Regions from separate parts of the Muntiacus reevesi genome. Here region 2 is linked to region 1. A link is a contact called in public Hi-C data. All regions are on one chromosome and are shown on one strand. Each heading gives the region's core, a stretch centred on a gene start, on an enhancer-like site or on the middle of the called end of the contact. The rest is flanking DNA. Distances are from core to core; before and after follow the strand shown.

Region 1 (5,728 bases), core at 608-3,107:
TAGACAGCAAGAGGAAAAATCTTAGCATAGGGCAGGGCTAGCAATAGGACTGGTGACTCTATGTGAAAACTTATCATGAAGTAACACTGAGAAATTTCACCCAGACAGACAGTGTGGTTATGTGATGAAACTGATAGAACAAGCCTTAAAGGGACATAAGACCGCTCTTGTTTCTTTGGCTAATATAGTTGTTCATCATCGCCCGGCTCTTTGTTACTTTCTGGCAGTACAAGGCAGAGTTTGTTTGGTAACTAATACTTCCTGCTATGCCTGGATCAATGCAACAGGACAGGTGGATGTTAATATTAAAGAAATACTCGCCCATGCAGAAAGGCTTCACAGCTTTGGCAAGAGCAACACAATCTCACTGTCTGGTCAACAGTTACAGGAGCCCTACTCCCAAAGTTAACTTGGTTCCTTCCATTTCTAGGTCCCTTAGTAGCTATTATTGCTCTTTTTGGTTTTTGGTTTGTCTGGTTAATCTTTTGGTTAACTTTGTATCTTCTAGGCTCCAGTAATTTCAAGTAAGGCTCATTATGGCTCAAGGGTTTCAATCCATTCCAGCAGAGGGTGACCCAGGTCCCTACATGTGCTTGAAACAGTCAGCAAGGGACTTCTATGCCTCTAGTGTAAGCTAGGGTCTGAGACCCCTGTCCAGCAGGAAGATGCTTCAGAAGAGGAAAACTTCAGCCCCTTAACCCTTAAAAATAAGGGGTGCAAAAGCTCACAGCAGGAGAATGAGGCAGACTGGGGACTTGGGACCCTTTGCTACAGTGTTTGCATGTGGACAAATGTCTCCTTGAGCAACAGAATATAAAGAAACTAAAGGACTAAAAGTAACTGCCTGCAGGATTTGAGCAAGCTCCAGAGAGTTGGTGATGGGGGGGTCACAAAGAGTTGGATAGGACTCAGGGACTGAACTGAATTTAAGTACAGCCTGGGCAAATTATAAACAACAAGGTACATAAAAACCAAAAACCCAAATGCCACTTCTGCCATCTCCTGAGCAATAAGAGGGTATTACTCATGATCCCTGCACACAGCACCCTCAAGAGTGTGGGGATGGGTGGGCAGGCCTCCTAAGCCACCTTTCCAGATAGACCCACAGATCTGCCCTGACCCTCATCCAAGGGACCAACCTGTGCACCCCTCCCAACCCAGGGAGCCAGCAAGGGAATGTGTTACTCATTTTTCACTCTTTCCCGAAGCACAACTCAGAAGAAAGCCCTGCCTGAATTTCTCGTCAGTTTCTTTAAGTTTCTAGGTCAATTCCTTGTGAATTTCTATGAAGTTCTGGAATATGTCAGACTATAAACTACAGGATTCCGCATTTACCTGTGTATGAAGAATGAGATAAAGCCCACTATTTTGATCTAGCTGGTGCTGTCAATAATAACAAAAGGTAAAAACAGGTGTGAAGTTCTGTTTGATATTTTGAGCCTATCGCCTAAAATGATCATGGTTGAAAATGCATACCCAAAGCATCAAATATAGTCTGTGTAGAAAACAGCTCTAGAAATGTTCCTTCTCGTAAAACCTACGAATTTTTTAAAACTTTTTTTTTAAAGACATCATTATACACTCGATGCACTTTATGTTACCGGCTTCAGGGAGAAGACGTTCAGAACTGTCAACAAATTCATTTGGCCTGCCGGGGAGAGCGCGAACGTGATGTCATCGCGACGTGGGGCGCGAGCCGGCGTTGTGGCGGAAGTCCTGCGTCGTTACCACCGAGACGCACGGGGATGGGCGACTGCCGCCGCCGCCGGCTGCTCTTCCGTGTCGCGTCCTTGCGCGCCCCCGCGTGGCAGTCAGCGTGAAGGCCAGCCTCTGGCTTTTGCGGCTCCGCGGCGAGTCGCCTTGCGGCTCCGGTCGCCCTGAATCCGCGCTGTGCCCAGCTCCCTGCCCGGCCCAGCGCCAGACGAGGGGCGACACCTCGAGGTAAAATCTAGGAGGTACAGGAGGCTAACTCTGCAAGAGGCCCTGTCGTCCCGGAGAGGCCTCTCAGCGGCGCAGAAGAGCGGGTGCGATGATGGAGGAGCAGGAATGCGATTTAGGGAAGTCGTGTGCCCGCTCTGAGGCAGCGGCGGCTGCCCAGCCCGCGGGGTCCCCAGGGGAGGCCCCCGCGGTCGCCGCGGAGTCCCCGGAGCTCGCGAACTACAGTAGCAAGTGCGTGTTCTGCCGGATCGCGGCGCACCAGGAACCCGGCACCGAACTCCTACACTGTGAGGTGGGCTGCGACGCGCGCCCGGGCGTGGGTGGATCCGGAGCGCCCCGGGGGCTCCGCTTAGGGGGCCTCCGCTTAGGGGGGCCTCCGCTTAGGGGGACCTCGCCGGCGTGGATCCGGTGGGGACGGTCCTGCGTAAATGGAGCTGGGGGAGGCTGGGTGTCCTAGTGATACAGACAGGCTGGTTTCTCCAGGCGCCGGGAGTGCCGCCGGCCTCCTTTACTGTTCTAAGGGGAGAAAAGGCAGAGAGAAAATCTCTCTCCGCAGCTGCCTAGGTGGTCGGTAGACAATAGTGACCTCTGATTTTATTAAAGGAACCTCGCCCTGCCCCGCCCCCCACCTCACTTTTCTAGACACTGCCTTTACATTCTGCAAATACTGATACTGAAAACAAACTAGTGGAAGATAGGTAATGGTGATTGTGAAAAGCCCATTTGTTAGATCGACTGAAAATAGGCTGGCAGAACTGGTCCGTGGTCACGCTATTAGTTAATAGATTCCGATTTCCACTAAAGAGTCCAGTTCCTTAGAAGTGTTATTATCAGTTGGGATATGTGGAAATTTTCAGAGCATTTAGACTCTGCTTAGATATTTTAAAACAGATATCGGGTAGGCACTTTCGTCTACCAGCTTGACTCGCCTTTAGAGAAACAGTCATTTGAAAGAGCTCCAAAGATTCTGGGCTGTGTTTTTGTTTTGTAGTAATCATTCATTTGTTAAAAGTAAATTGAATTCCTTCTAAGCACTGTTGGAGATTCAGTGGTGAACAAGGTAAATAAAAGCTAGTAGTCCCTGTTTACATTTTATAATCTAAAGGGTGGAGTCAGTACAGACAGCAGAGGCAGCTGATAGTACTCCTTGCTACGGTGAGATGGTTTTACCACCTGCAGTATTTTGCAAGGCCCGTGGGAGGGGCACCTGACCAGATCTGAAGGGTTAGGGAAGACCTTCCAGAGGAAGTAAGACGTGAAAAAATAAGTATGATCAGGTGAGGAGGTGGAGAGAAGAATGTCTTCGGTCAAGAGAACTTTCTGCGGTTTGGTCTCTGCCACAGGCAAATAGAAATTCAATCTAACTGGAACATAGAGTTTGAAAGGGTGAGTGGTAAAAGATGAGGGTGGAGAAGTAAGCGAGGGCCAATTATTAAGGCTGTTGTACTTCATATTAAGCAGTTTGGGCTTTATTTGTAGAGTGAAGGGAAGGAAACTCCACCGTTTATTGCTGCTGTTCATGCTGGGTTGGAAGAAAGGGGTTGAGGAATTCCATGAAAACGTTTGAGCTTTGAAAGATCATCTGGTACCCTGGGGGAGAATGATTTGGAGAGGACCAGGCTGGAGGCATGGAGATTGGTTATGAAGCTGTTGAGGTAATCCAGCCTGATGATGGCCTGACATAAGATGTAGTAATGGAGATGAAGAAAAGCAGATCAATTTAGGAATAATTAGGAGTCTGACAATGCTGAGGTCTGCATCTCTAACCCAGATGATAGGAACTGCCAGCTTATAGGTGGAAATTGAAAAGAGGGAAATTAACAAGATCACCTAGGACATATTTGTAGAGTAGGGAAGGGATCCCTGCACAGAACTCTAAAGAACACTACCACCGTAAGAGAGGTGGAGGATGAAGACCTGGAAAGGGGACAGAGAAACAGAGGGGAAGCTAGGAAAGCAAAGAGAAAGGAATTTGTTGAGAAGATAGGGGTTGGTAGCAATATCCACGTTCCCTCATCCTCATATCTGGGTTGGATGACTCTCCTGTATGCATGCAGAGAGGCCAACTTAGATTAGAACTGGTTTTGTCCCCAGGGTGATGACCATTGACCTTCAGGAGAACAACTGCAGTGCAGTGATGGGGCAGAGGGCAGATGGTTGATTAAAAAAACCCCGAGAGTCAATCTAAAACATTGAAGACAGCAAATACAGACAACTTCTGAAGGAAGTTTGGCAGTTTTGGGGAGAAGGGAGAGAGAGTGGTAACTACGGGAGGAGGTGGAGTTAAGTAAGAGAAAGTTTTTTGAAACAAGGAAGTCTTTGGTATGCTTAAATGCTGATGGGCAGGTGCCAATGGACAGAGGTTTAAACCGGCCCCAAGAGGTAGAGCTTTGTCCCTGGGAAAGAGGAAACTCAGTCACCCGTCCATTACTCAGTATTTACATGGGTGCCTTCTCTGTGCCAGACACTGCCGGAGGCATTGGGATACAGAAACAAATAAAATGAGCGAAACCCTCCCGTCCTTGTGGCCCTTACATTCTACTCACAGGAAATACACAGTAAGCAACATAATAAATAAAATGCATAGTTTCTTAGATGGGGAACAACAAAAGAGAAAAGGGATGCAGTTTTAAACTTTTAGTAAGGAAATGCTTCACTAAGAAGGTGGCATTTGAGGACTTCCCGGGTAGTCCAGTGGTTAAGAATCCGCCTGCCAATGCAGGGGACACAGGTTTGATCCCTGGTCGGGAACTAAGACCTCACGTGCCCTGGAACAACCGGGCCCGTGCGCCACAGCTACTGAGCTGGAGCCCACGTCTGCATGCCGCAGCGGGAGATTCCGTAGAACACGGCCGGGATCCTGTGTGCCACAGCTAAGATCTGATGCAGCCAGATCAATTTTTAAAAAAATTTTTTAAAAAAGAAAGTGTCATTTGAATAAAGCTCTGAAGAAGGAAAAGGAGCAAAGTATATGGTTTATTCTTTATAAAGTACAGCAATGTCATGTAGAATATGACAGATCCACAGTATATTTATAATATTCAAGTATCATGTGGTGTCACTGGAGACCAGTTTGTCAGTCACCTAAAGCTTAGATGAGCAGTGTGGATACTGATCACTTCTTGGCAAATCGACGGGGAAACAGTGACAGACTTTCTTTTTGGGGACTCCAAAATCACTGCAGATGGTGACTACAGTCATGAAATTAAAAGACGCTTACTCCTTGGAAGGAAAGTTATGACCAACCTAGACAGCATATTAAAAAGCAGAGACATTACTTTGCCAACAAAAGTCCATCTAGTCAAGGCTATGGTTTTTCCAGTGGTCATGTATGGATGTGAGAGTTGGACTGTGAAGAAGGCTGAGTGATGAAGAATTGATGCTTTTGAACTGTGGTGTTGAAGACTCTTAAGAGTCCCTTGGACTGCAAGGAGACCCAAGCAGTCCATCCTAAAGGAGATCAGTCCTGAATATTCATTGGAGGGACTGATGCTGAAGCTGAAACTCCAGTACTTTGACCATCTGATGCAAGGAACTGACTCATTTGAAAAGACCCTGATGCTGGGAAAGATTGAAGGCGGGAGGAGAAGGGGACGACAGAGGATGAGATGGTTGGATGGCATCACCAACTCAGTGGACGTGAGCTGGGTAAACTCCAGGAGTTTGTGATGGACAGGGAGGCCTGGCGTGCTGCAGTCCATGGGTGGGGAAAGAGTCGGACACGACTGAGTGGCTGAACTGAACTGAACTGATGGATACTGATAAGGAAGTTCATGATACCTGTATTGCC
Region 2 (6,445 bases), core at 658-3,157, 180 kb before region 1:
AACAATAGTTAAGGGGAAATTTTCTCCCTCTTTAAACTAAAGGGCAGAAGTCTTTATTCTACCAAGACTTTCACTGTAATAAAATGTTATAATAAGCATGTGATATAGCCTATAGTACTTCTAGAGCAGTTCATGAAGATAGTAAAGAGGATCCATAAATTAGAAGCAATGCTTTTGAAAGGCTGAGAAACATTTTATAATTGATGGCTAGTACTTTTTAAATGTTTTGCTAATAAAAAAGATCACTGTTTAAATTTTTTCTTGACAAAATCTGGGGTCCATAGAGAGAAAAACAAAAGGGGACTCTTGGTGGAAGGATGGAAACAGTCCAGAATTGCACTCAAGGGACATTTCCTGCACAAACTACAATCTAAAGCAGACCTCTCTTTACACATGTTGTTAAGAGTAAGCAACTGCCAAACCTCACTGGATGACTTCATTCTTTGACTTATTCACCACATATATACAAATGTTAGTCAAGTCGTTCTGAATATGGTGAAAAACATCATGAATAATAACAGGTACTTTTGAAAAGAAAATCGGCCTGTAGATCAAATCAGAGTCTCCGGATGTGACCAAGTCTTGTGGCCTGTGTTTCCTGACCCATGCACAACGCAGCTCCTACCCCGCTGGATGTCTACTTACCCAGAAGAATTCATCTCAAAAATTTTATCACGATTTTATCACAGCTTGTACTGCTATGGAACGTGTCTTTGCCAGTTTTTACATTAATCTTAGATTTCAAAAACATCAAAGAAGTGTGAGAGCCTCTCCGTTTCTCTGGAGGTCCCAAACCACGTTCTTCTGATTCAATGAAATCCGCTCTTTAAATTGCAGGAGCCTTGTTTTCCTTTGGAAATCGTTTACAAATAACATAATGCCTAAAGAAAAAAAAAAAAAAAAAGAGGAAAATCTCCAATTCCTCACATTCAAACCAAAACGATGTAGACCCGAGGTCCAGTTTTATACATGCTCAGTGCAGAATTGGGTAATTATTCCGTATTTTGCAAGACAGTATAAGGCGACCATTTGCAACTGAAATTCCAAACCATCTCTGTGAAATGCTTCGCTTGTCTTCCAGGAGAGGCTGTTACAGCATAAGCAGCAACAAGAAGCCAGAGGAGGCCGCTATCTCTTGGGCCTGTGTGTCAGGCCTCTGACACACCAATGTTATCGCACCAGCTGCAGGCTCCATTAAGTCTTTTCCTTACGTAAGGGTCAACTTCAAGGCCAAATCCTCCCAGTCATCTTGCGGTGCTTGTCATGGGACCTTAGAAGGAACAGCTGCCCAGCGGGGATGGGAAGCTCACAGGCACCGGCCCGCAGCTGATGCCAAGCTTCCCAACCCAGGCTCCCCCGGGTCTGTGCCAAGAGTCAGCCTGGAGGGCTCAATTGCTCGGTCCCCACTGCTGCAATGATAGCAACGTGGCAGCACCCTGGATGCTGTGCAGAGGATGGGAGCGGAAGGGGGAGGACACGGGGGCCCCTATGCGAAACACAACGCCGGAAAGGACAGAGGATGAATTTATTGTGACCAGCGGTCCCCGAGCTACAAGGAACCTCAAGGCTTTGAAGCGCGGGGAGACCCGAACTCGAGCTCTGCTCTCAGAGCCGTATTCACTCTAAGAGTGGCGGCCAGCCTGGGCGAGGTAAGAAGACCTCCTTAGGTCCCGCAGCCGGCCGGCCGGCCGCGCGAAGCGCCTCGAGCTCGCTCCCGGGAGGCGTCACAAAGGGCCGCGGCCTGCGGAGGCCGCGCACGCAGGTCTCCGGGGCGGAGTCGCCGGGCCGGGGCTGGGGCTCCGCCGGGCCGGGGCTGGGGCTGCGCCGGGGCCGCCGAGGCTGCCAGCCGTCGCGGGTGCCCCCAGCCTCCCATCCCCGAGATCGCCGGGGCGGGGAGGATGCAGCAGCTGCAGCCCGAGCGGCCGAGCCGAACCGCCGAGCTCCCCGGCCCCCGCCGCGGCGGAGGGGCGCCGAGCGTGGCGCGGGCCGGGCGGAGCTAGAGGCGGGCGTCTGCACCGCGTCGCGCCACCCGCGGCTCCCCGCCTCCGGCCGGGCCCGGCAGCCTGTCGCGGCCGATGTCCTGACCCGCGGGCGTACCCGCAGGGTTGGCTAGGCGCCGGGCGAAGGGGAGAGGCCTGAGGAGTCCCGGCGGCGGCCGCCGCGTCCGTCCACTAGCACGGGACGCCGGTCCCGCGGGGCGCGCGCCTGGGCGCTCCTCCCTCCTGCCCCGGCTCCGCGTCACCGCGCGGTCCTCCCCCGACCCCTCCTCCCACCCACCCCGGAGGATGCGCTCCCCCGCGCCCAGCGGCAGAGGCCACCGCTCCCAGAAATGCGAGCTCCCGACGCCCTTCTCCGGGACCCGAGGAGCCGGCGCCCCCGCCCTGTAGTAGGTAGGTGGCTAGGCGGGGACCAGCCCTGGCCGCCACCCGCGGCTGATGCTGCCGCTGGGGAGGGGCGGGGGGCCGGGGCCGGGACCCGCGAAACTTGCCTCCCGCCGGAGCTCGGTGCGGCGCTCGGAGGTGTTCTAATGGCGCTGGGCGCAGCACCCCCCCTGTTAACCTGACAGCCTCCTCTTGAGCTCGGGAGGCCGAGCGGTGGCGAAGGAGAGCGTGACCCTTCCCCGTCCAGCCCCTGGGCCCGGAGGGGCCCGCGCTGCTTGCAGGGGCGGGGAGGATGGACTGGTGTGAGGATTATTGGGGGATGGAGAGTGAGGGCACCGCCGAATTTTCTGCAACTCAGGTGGATAAATGTCACCGTATTTTTTCGGCCTGATGGACAGATGCCTTCTTCCTGTTTTCTCCCAATGTGCAGCCACGCAAAGAGTTATTTAGCGGCAGGTACAAATCACTCTGGATTTTGGTGTATTTCGGAGCTAGCTGGTTGATACGTGAAAGTGACGTCTCAGATTCTTAAAGTCAGTCATTTAGGGCCAGTTGGAGAAGGCCCCTTTAGAAATCAGATATTCAGAAGCTAGATGAGGCTGGGGAATTCTCGTGCTGTCTACCTGGGAGCGAGCCTGCAGCTTTCGTGAAGGGATGTGTTTGGGAGCATGGCAAGTTTGATACAGGTGTAGGGAGTTTAGAATCTGCTGGAAGGATGCTCGGAGTCGGCCAGCAGAGGCAGCCTTGGGCTCAGCCTAGCTTCCAGCTAGATGTTAATACGGGTTGTACTTTTGAGAAACTGGCTATAAATTGTTTCTTCTCTCCCATGTGTAAAGTTCGTACATCAGAACGAACGACAACCTTTTGGCAAGATTATCTCTTCATAGGCTATCATTTTTAAATTTCGTATTAAGCAGTAAAGTTTAGAGTCTGGGAAAATGGATCATTGTACGCTCCAATTTTATTAACGTATTAAGGTTGAGAGCGCCAGGAGGACAGAGACTTCCCCTTGTTCAGTCTCCTAATCCCCTGGTCTGATGCATAATAGGTGCTCATGGGTTATTTGTTGAATGAGCTGTGTTTCAGGCTTCATCTAAAGACAGTTTAGGATTAAAACATCTTGTTTACTCCATGGTGGTTGAAGTTTAACTGTATTTTAAAAATTACTTCTTTGCATAAATAGTCAAAATCAGTTATCTCAGTATTTAAGTTGAATTTTGACATTTTTAGGACCACATGTTTTCCTTCTTTAATGTGTTGTTACATAAGATAATTCTCTCCAACTGCTAATATAAGTTAATTTCATTTTTAAGGTTGCATTTTTTTTCTAATGGATAATCAAACCTGTTTTAATTTAAAACACAGTTAAAAAGTGCAACTTGTTTAAAGGAAATTTCAGGTTACTCCAAGAGTAACAATGATTTGGTTAATAAGTGACATATTAACTTATTTTAGGGTTGAGTTGTTGTGGTTGACTTAATTATAATGTATTTATTACAGGTAAAGGTGAAAATAAAACATTTAGAAGAGTATGTGATTCCTAAATGATTCAAAAAACACGATATAGATACACATTTTCAACAATATGGGTTTCCCTCAGTATATAAACATATCAGTTTTCAAGTTTGACAACCAACGTGGTTGTGAAATCAAGGGTTTGGAAGGCTTGTTCCTTTCTCCTTTTTAATTTTATGTTATCTTGAAATAATCAAGGATAACTGCATTACATTTCACTTGCTTTATTTTTGCACTGTGGTATTTCCAGTTTTGTTTTTATTTTTCCATTATGTAAGTTTTATGAGTCAGTATTAACCTTTTTTCACTTTGTTTAACAAAATTATCTGGGAATGATCCAGTCACTTATTATCTTTCCTTTTTCTTACTTTCCTTTTTTATCATTTTAATACTCTTCACCATCCTTATTACATATTACCCCAAAGACTTATTTCCACAAAAGTGTGGTAAGCCCTAGTTTTTTACTATTGCTCCTCCAGCCTGCTTGGGCTCTTCCTAGATGGTGAGGAAATAACACTTTTATGTAAAAGGTGGCAAGATTGGGCAAATCAACAGTAGGAGGATGCTTCTGAAAAATACGTTATGATTTATTTGAACAGAGCAAAAATTCTCCCATGATGTAAAGATAGCTACATTTTATGCATGTTAATTGTGTAGTCAGAGATATTGAGCAGTTAATTTACATCATTCTTCTTTGCTCATTCTAAACTTCTTAAAAGAACCCTCCCCGGCAGTTACATTAAACTCACTTTGTTGCAGATAGCTTGATTGTGCTGGCACTCTTGGCCTTGGAATCAGTTCCTGTTGTCAGAATGAAAGAGGCATTTTTCTCTCGGAGACCTGCATCCCACAATATCTCTGCAATTGAATGACTCACTACCTGGGTCCTGACCTCTGAGCCACTTGCCACTGAGCCACTGAGCACCTTGCCTCCACATGCACGGCTGGAATTCAGTCCTAAAACCTGATTTACTCTATCTTATTTTTCTATATCTTTCCTAAGGTTTTATTACTAAAACCCCTATCCCTTCCTTGCTAAATGTCGCTTGCATGTGTGCGTCCTAAGTAGCTTCAGTTGTATCCAACTCTTTGCGATCCCATGGACTGTAGCCCTCCAGGCTCCTCTGTCCATGGGATTCTCCAGGCAAGAATACTGCAGTGGGTTGCTATGCCCTCCTTCAGGAGCTCTTCACAACCCAGAGATGGAACCCGCATCTCCTTTGCCACCTGCATTGGCAAACGGGTTTTTTATCAGTAGCGTCTGCTGGGAAGCCCACTAAATGTTCTTAGTGTCCTTTTTTTAAAAAAAAATCCCAATCCATAATTTTGTTATTATTTACATCCGGTAACATCCGCTCAATTCACCTGTGTTAGAACGAACATTGTTATAGTTGCAGAAAAAGTGGAGAAAAGAAATTTTATATAACCTTGAGTTTCAAATGTGGAGAACTAGTGGATGATGAATAATTGTTGTATGCTAATCTCCCTTTAATGGTGGTATAGAATGCCAGGGACTATGACTTGTCTGCTCATAAATTTGATCAGAAGCTTATAGGAGAGAAATGTTTATATAGAGAGTTGGCTAAACAAAGGCTATGATGTCCACCCATTCTCCTCCAGTTCTAGGTGTTAGGCCAGATCTTCAGAAACTGTGTACTTTGTCTACTTTGTTTTGCATTCTTTGCAGTCCTCCCCTCAAATTGTGCTCACAAGGAAGCGTTTTATTAATAAAGACAGTCACAAGAAACCTACTGTTAAGTTACTTAAGAGATGTGGTTATTAAGATCATAGTTCATTCTACAGGCCCTATTGAAGACTCATGCAAGAAATTTCATTCAACTCTAAATGCCAAAGAAAAGCTTTACCTCCCCTGAATAGTTATTGAGTGTCCTTTTTTCTTTTCATCATGCAGAACTAGAATTCGGTTAAGTTTCCCTTTCTGCTTTGCCACTAGGAACCGCAGAGTCAAATTTGCAACTTAATTTTAATAACCCTATAAAAACCTATGAGCTAATATTGATGATCCAACTCTCCCTTTGGTCTTGAGTTTCTGTTCTACCTTTTTTTCTTATTCTGATTTTTTTACCTAATAGAGTTTCCTGTTTTATTGAATTTATTATTTTAAGCTGACTCACAACATCTTTTGTAGAAGAAGTCAAAATATAAAACATAAAAGCAATGAATGGAAACATTTGCAGAATTGATCTTTGGACACAGTATGTTTTGATTAATAAGTTTAATAAGTACCATTAAATATGCTTTGAACAAGTATTGCAGGTTTTGTATATTTGAGCTTATATGGCCAAATGGGAAACAGTGTTCTTATTTAGTTTTGCAAAGCTAAGATCCATTTACTTTTTAACTATTAAATTTATGTCTGCTATTGGCTAATTTAAAATTGGTCAAACCATTCACTTTAAGTCAGTTATTTCTGGAGTACCTGCTTTATATGCTTTTATCAGGCTGAATAGGAGATTCATTCTATTTAATTTAAAAAAAGCTAATATAAGCGAAAGGGTTAGGCTATATTAGCTTAACACTCACCACAA

Evidence for each region. Hi-C and Micro-C count contacts between places; a contact is called where the count stands out from the background.
Region 2: a Hi-C map of muscle shows a contact between it and region 1, with 5 times the contacts expected there. The contact joins the promoter of NCOA7 here to the promoter of HINT3 in region 1. A contact is called at or near these places in 2 of 3 Hi-C or Micro-C datasets (blood and muscle).

What each region holds. Positions count from the first base shown.
Region 1 is chr19:23,951,541-23,957,268 of mMunRee1.1, reverse strand. It overlaps HINT3 (histidine triad nucleotide binding protein 3), which reads left to right and starts at 1,857. Exons shown (of 5, transcript XM_065911622.1): 1 at 1,857-2,230. The coding sequence starts at 2,030.
Region 2 is chr19:24,126,798-24,133,242 of mMunRee1.1, reverse strand. It overlaps NCOA7 (nuclear receptor coactivator 7), which reads left to right and starts at 1,907. Exons shown (of 15, transcript XM_065911662.1): 1 at 1,907-2,390.